Regions from separate parts of the Xenopus laevis genome. Here region 2 is linked to region 1. Evidence: chromatin contacts called from public Hi-C data. All regions are on one chromosome and are shown on one strand. Each heading gives the region's core, a stretch centred on a gene start, on an enhancer-like site or on the middle of the called end of the contact. The rest is flanking DNA. Distances are from core to core; before and after follow the strand shown.

Region 1 (3,143 bases), core at 266-2,765:
AATGAACGATAGCTTTCTCTATAAAGGCATTATATTTAAACATTTAATGGGGGCCTGTCAGGTCTGGAATGGGAATCAAAATAGGCGTTTCAGGTACACAGAGGCCCAAACAGCCCCCCCCCCCACACACCAGCCCAATGAATAGTGTATCTATGGCACTTTACAGCAGTCCATCTGGTATTTGCCAGAACCCACAGATTGCCAGTCCTGTGCACTTACATATTGCTTCTTTACACGTACTTGCAGTCCTACTTAATCGCGCATAAATCTATTATAATCTATATCTTTAAAATAAACTACACATGCAGTGCAAATGTAATGTATGGCAAATGACTGGACTTGTATTGAAAATTTGTATATATTTGCGTCTGATTTGTGGTTTTGACTTTTTTTTGTTATACGTATACTCCTAAAACAAAGTAGTTAGAAAAGGGAAACATAAATGGGGTTGGTTATGGCATAGGTGGGTGCCAGCAGGCAAGACAAGCGATATCTTCCCCATGGGCCGCTGTTCCATATTGCAATTATTTTGCATTTAAGTTATCCTCTTTCTAACCCTTGTAAGGGGTTGACTAAGCCATCTCTGATATTTTGCAGTAACCTGTATGATCAGTACAAGCACAGACTGCACTTAGTGTCAAAGAATCAATTTTCGGAATTTTTGTATGAATAATCTCAAGTGACTTTACCGTCTCTTTCAAACATTCCAAATACTTTTGGGGGATCTAATTCAAAATCTTCTAGAGATTTATATGATCTTCTTTCCAAAGGGTGCTGCTACGTATACACGGGGTGGTGGAACAATGCAAACACAGTATAATTTGGGGTGACTATAGTCTATAGTCACTACATGCTATAAGGCTTCCCCCACCCTGGTGTGTGGAGTCATCCTGCAATAATCTGTACTATATCTATCACTCTGCTCTGGTAAGAAGAAAAAAAATGTCTGAGCTGCACTAAAACAGAGCAAGTGCTCTGCCACCAAACATCTTACTGTCACAAAAAGACACATTAGTACCCCATTTGGGGTATGGGTGAGCGGCAGACTATCCAGAATCTTTCCCATAAATAATTCTGTACTCCGTCCTGAGAATTTAGAACATACATACTATATGCAGTCCAAATGTCCCCGCAGCTCTACACTGTACCATGAACATCAACTTTGTTCTATATGAAATCCTTCATCAACGGTGGGAAGATGAACTGTACGAAATCTAGAGAGATTGTATTTCCTGGCAGCCTAGCAGAAAGGGCATTTCCTTGCAGACAGCACAGAATAGAAGCCGATCTAAGGGCAATCAGTATGGCAAGTTCCCCATTCCAGTCGGAAAGTGCTGACTTACACATCTGCCATAGAAATGGAAAGGAATCTAGTGCTGGCATGTCACACTTCCCTTCCACTTACACAACAGATAACACAGGTTTAGCCGAATATTTACCCCACTCAACTCGGAACCTTCAGCTGGCCGGTGGCCACATTCCAACTGGGCCTTTAGCATTAACCCTCTCGTGTTTCAGGCGTACTGCATCAGCTATTAATCCCCTTTTTTTGCAGCAACCACGCGGTCACTGGACGCCTCACCCTGGGTATGTGGGTGATAAAACAAGTAATGATTCCCTGCAGCTGCCCGTATGTAATAGCTGAACTACAGACGCACACATACACAAAGTCCTAATGGGTCATTCAACACAGGAAGACGTGGCAGTCTTGAAGTATAGTTGAATATTTATTAAAATTTCAAACAGAAATAGTGCTGATGGTCTTATCTGCTGTGCTACGCCTTTATTTTTTTTACTAATTTTTACTAATAAAGATATAAAATAGTTATTTAAGCAGAAGCATGGACAATGACGGTGCAGCCAGCTCTCTCTATTTGCATCCATTGTATACTTATATAGGCGATTTTTATCTAGTGCCACTGTATAGCAAATATCTCCGTTTAGAAGGATTGTGGTATTGCAAGACTTTCTAATGCAGCCTCTCTGTGACACAATACAAACACAACTATATGAGACTATATTAAATTTTGTGTAATTTGCCCAGCGTGCAAACTGGACAGGTATAGAACAATGGAGCTCCCAGTGAGTCGCAGTGTTTATTGGCTGTTAAAGTGGTTGTTAATTTTTAATTTGTTTTATTCGATGGCTCTCCAGTTTGCAGTTTCAGCAATCTGGTTGCTAGGGTCCGAATTTCTCTAGCAACCATGCACCGGTTCAAATAAGACACTGGAATATGAATAGGAGAGGACTAGAATAGAAAGACGAGTAATAAAAACTAGCAATAAATATATATTTGTAGACTTACAGAGCATTTGTTTTTTAGATGGGGTCAGTGGTCCCCATTTGAAAACTGGAAAAGTCATAATAAGAGGGCAAATAATTCGAAAACTATAAAAAAAAATGAAGGCACTAAAAACTAAGAATTAGTAGCCATACTATAACAAACTAAAATTTACCTGAAACATTTCGGTAGTTACAGCCTCCTTGAGTCTCCTGCTGAGTGGTGTGAATACTCACTTGTACATGTACTGATTCCTAATGCCTTTTCTCGGGGCAGATATTCGTTGGCCTGTTTGCTAACCTATTAATATGCTATTACATTCTAAATAGTTGCTCAATTTAGCGGTCACAGGAATATTTTACTTTTAAATTAAAGAGAGCTGTATGTACATATGAATGTAGCTAACCTCTCTCTTTTGTATTATTATGTAGTGTATCCACTAGGTAGAGTATTAAAATTGTGTATAGACAAATACTTGATGTATGTTTATTATTCCTGTTCATTTTGTCTCTTCACACCTTGCTAACTTATATAACACACAAGTGATGTGAATAAACTGCACTATAACATAAGGATATTAGAAGTCACAGAGGAGTTCCATGACCATATAAAACCACAAGGCCGAAGGCCAAGTGTTTTTATACAGTCTTGGAACTCCGAGGTATCTTCTAATATCCTCATATTTTGCAGCAGGGGGTACTTTATTTATTATAATACACAAGTTTCAGTGAGTCTTGTGACAGAAATGGCATCACTGCTCACAGTTTATAACTGATGACATCAGTACTCACCGTTCATAAGGATATAATTTATAAGACATGAGAGATATTCATGTCTTTTGTGTAGTATACCGTATAAACGT
Region 2 (3,550 bases), core at 712-3,211, 51 kb before region 1:
CTTGAGGTGATATTGGCTCATGGCCCTGGCATCATGCCCAGCTGCTATTCTGAAAGGATGCCAGCTGGCTCAGTCCACACCAGAATTACACTTGCCCCCCCCCCATCTTTTTCAGTCTGTATGTTCTAAGTAGAGTGGGAGGAAAAAGGAAAGTGAGAGCAAAAGGAAAGTGAGAGCAAAAATATAGAACATAAACAGAAAGACACCAAGGGACACCAATACACAAACCAACATGGTGATACAGATTAATGCATGCAAATAATTTTACATTATAGTACATCCCAATGCACACATACTGTGCATACATATAATGGAATAGTGATCTGCAGATAAATACCAAGGGACATGCAACTAAAAAATGAAAATTACCCACACAGACAAATGCTAACAAACACACACCAAGTTTATTTTTAAGATATAAATGCCTCACCCTGAGGGCTGAAACTGTTTGTCGTTATACAATGGGAGTTTTTTACCCACAAGCAAAACGGACATTCAACACCTTAATAACAAAAAAATTAACTGTCTCAAAAACATCATAAATGCCTCCAGGTTGCCTCAGTCATTCTGTACATAAAAAAAAAAGCATGCAAGTTTATGGGAAGCCTCATCTCACCAGCAATAACGTAGCAATATTGACGCCATATTAGTTGTGCCCTTCATAGTGATATTGTGTAGGATATATTAAGTAGAGAAAAACAGATTAAAGTGGACACACTACCACTTAACCAGGACATGAACATGGAATGGCATAGCAATAACAATATATGTGTAGCCTTATATGGCATTTGCTTTTAGATGGGGACTGGAAAGATTCAGAATAAGGCAAATAATTAAAAATAAATAATGAAGACCAATTGAAAAGTTGCTTAGAATTGACCATTCTATAAATTAAAGTATGAACCACCCCTTTAAAGAATATTAAAAGGATGTCAACAATTGCCTGTATTTGACAAGTGCAATTTTACCCCTGGAAAAAACATTATCATTGATATTCTAGATCTAAGACATATCAGGAGGATGTATACAGGACCATACAGGCTGAACCTAACAAGTGCAGTCAGTCAGATTTTTAATGTTCAAGATCTCCTTGGAAGGCAACCTTTGGTTAGGGCCCTGTTTGGATAATTACAAGGTTATAGATCTACAGACCCTGCTACATTAGTCATTATTAAACATATCTAGGGCAAAATTGTGGACAGCACCCTAGTTTCCCTCATAACTCAATCTCTGCCTCCCCCCACCCTGCTCCAAGCAGTCCCATAGTTTGGGAACCCCTGTCCTACTGTGAAATATTCTTTAAAGTAATAATTACAAGTATAAGCAAATTTAGTGGTAACATTCCAAAGCTCTTTAAATGAAACTATACCATAAACAGTAATATATGTACACGTTCAGATCCTTTTAAATAATTTATTTATGTATGGTGTATGTTATATAGTGTCATGTTAGCGGTTGTCAGTTTGTAATAAGGGTTCTGCAGTGTGAAAAGCTAACCTCTAACCTTAAGCTCCCAGGTGTCTCCCTGCAATGCTACCAAACCAGTTTATCTAGGGCGGGGATGAGGGTAGCAGGGGGCAGGTTATAGCCTAGGCCTATTGTGCTTTCTGAAAATCCACAGAGAATGAATGAATGGAGACAAATTTATAACAAAACTAAGCTACTGATAATGTTGCTATTGTTGCAAAATGTTCTAGTTGCTGATGGATAAAGACTCCAGTTAATTGATCTTCTATTCAAGACAAAGGTGTTTTTATTTCAGGATCAGCCAAAATCAATATTAAAAAGCAGTGTATGTATTTTGACCGGTTATCTAAGGGGCAGCCATTGGTCCCAGTGTGGACCAATGCATTATCATTATTATTACAATTGTGAACATTATGAAAAATATTACTATTTTTATTACTACTTTATTACTATTGTTAGCATAATCAGCGGCGATCTCGGGGGTGCAGCCCAGATGATGCCGCCCCCTCTCAGTGCTTAAAAATCTGTGCCGAAGCGTGTCAAAAGGGACCAGCATCGCTAGTGCATTGAGCGCAATTGCGCTCTCTGCACTAGCGGAGCCAAATTTCCGGGTTAAAACACGGAAATTCGGCTCTTGAAGTTACAAGAGGCGGATTTTTGTCACCCCTTGTAACTGGCCGCTCACTGCCGCCTGAGGCAAGGGTCTCATCTGAGCATAATTATAATATACTTGTGATTGTTCAATTCTATTTTTCATGTCCAGTTTCAACTCTGCTGTGTTCGTGCACACGCAGGCTGATCGGATTCAAATCAATGGAGCAGAGCAGAGGCAAGGAGCAGATACTTCAGCCTGTGTGCCCTCAGCGTGAAAAGTACATAAAAGTTGGTTTAATATTTCTAGTTAGTATTTAGCTCATTTAAAGTGAACTACTTCTCAGACAGGCAAGTACTTTGAAGCTTGGCTTTACTTATCCTATATCTCTGTAACGGACATGGGTGGTGTTTTGCATGTGACTGACAAAAAGTGGTGCTATCTTTCTGTGCAGAACTAGCAATGACCCTTTCATGACCCCACCTACCGCCAGTAAATAGAGAAAACATTCCTGCTGCAAATTATAGTATTGTTTTACTTTTAAAACAAGTTAAAAAAAAAAGAAATAAAAAAAGAATATGTTTTTCATGATGACGGGACCCAGCAAGCTCCAAGTGCTGCAAGTCACATGACCATTCCATATCAGTTTCAGTCAATATCATGACCCCCACTTTCATATAATATTCGTGTGTGTCAGGAGGGTTTAAAAAAAAAAAAAAAAAACACACACACATAACTTGAATTTTACCTGCTTATCAAGATTACTGGGATGTAAAGCATGAAATAAAGAGATAGTTAATGCTACTTGACAGACACACACACGTTGCTGAGGGCACCCACATAGTCTTTAAAGCAGAAGCCATAGAAGGAATGTGTTTCACATTTCACACATAGCCATGAGGCATCTTACAAAAAGTCACACAGATCCTGCACACTTATTCATTTTGATTTCACCCCTGTCACTGACCTTCATGGGAGTGAGAGAACCAGATCTGGGAGGTGCCAGTCCCATGGGGTCCCCTGTAGGTGGTTTCTTGGGGGGAGTTTGATGCTCCTGCTGGATGCGCTGCTGCTGCTGCTGAACCAAGGCTGCTACTCAGGAAACTGCCCATGAAAGAGGGTGAGGAGTTTGCCATTAAAGCGCTCCCAGCTGCAGAGAGAAAAAAGGAATCTTGTAAATACATAATTAAATTTTGCATTTATTATACAATAAGCCAGAAATCACTTTGTGCACAAAATATAGCTTCTGTGGAAATCTGCATTTGTACAAGAAAGAGTTGCCACTTTGTATAAATGTCAAGAGACATCTTATTGCATAGCCACAGTACCTGTATTGGTTTAAAAAGCATGTGCTGGTGTCTATAGATAAGGCTCCACTTATATAAGCAAAGAGGTAATATCCATGTCTGATTATTAAACAAAATACAGGGAAATATACAAGTACTGCAATTATACAAAATGCTATACCATCATTCGTTGCGGTCTATTTAA

Evidence for each region. Hi-C and Micro-C count contacts between places; a contact is called where the count stands out from the background.
Region 2: a contact with region 1 is called in a Hi-C map of the XTC cell line, with 2.0 times the contacts expected there. The contact joins two enhancer-like sites. A contact is called at or near these places in 2 of 4 Hi-C or Micro-C datasets (the XL177 cell line and the XTC cell line).

What each region holds. Positions count from the first base shown.
Region 1 is chr9_10S:23,531,358-23,534,500 of Xenopus_laevis_v10.1, reverse strand. The region is part of intron 1 of bahcc1.S (BAH and coiled-coil domain-containing protein 1); the gene reads right to left. Among protein-coding and RNA genes, the nearest start is that of bahcc1.S, 11 kb to the right of the region's middle. Within about 2 kb of position 1,515, at least 1 of the 7 cell types and tissues checked has an H3K27ac peak or open chromatin away from gene starts, as enhancers often do.
Region 2 is chr9_10S:23,582,187-23,585,736 of Xenopus_laevis_v10.1, reverse strand. It overlaps bahcc1.S (BAH and coiled-coil domain-containing protein 1), which reads right to left. Exons shown (of 28, transcript XM_018238333.2): 3 at 3,027-3,209. Among protein-coding and RNA genes, the nearest start is that of bahcc1.S, 62 kb to the right of the region's middle. Within about 2 kb of position 1,961, at least 1 of the 7 cell types and tissues checked has an H3K27ac peak or open chromatin away from gene starts, as enhancers often do.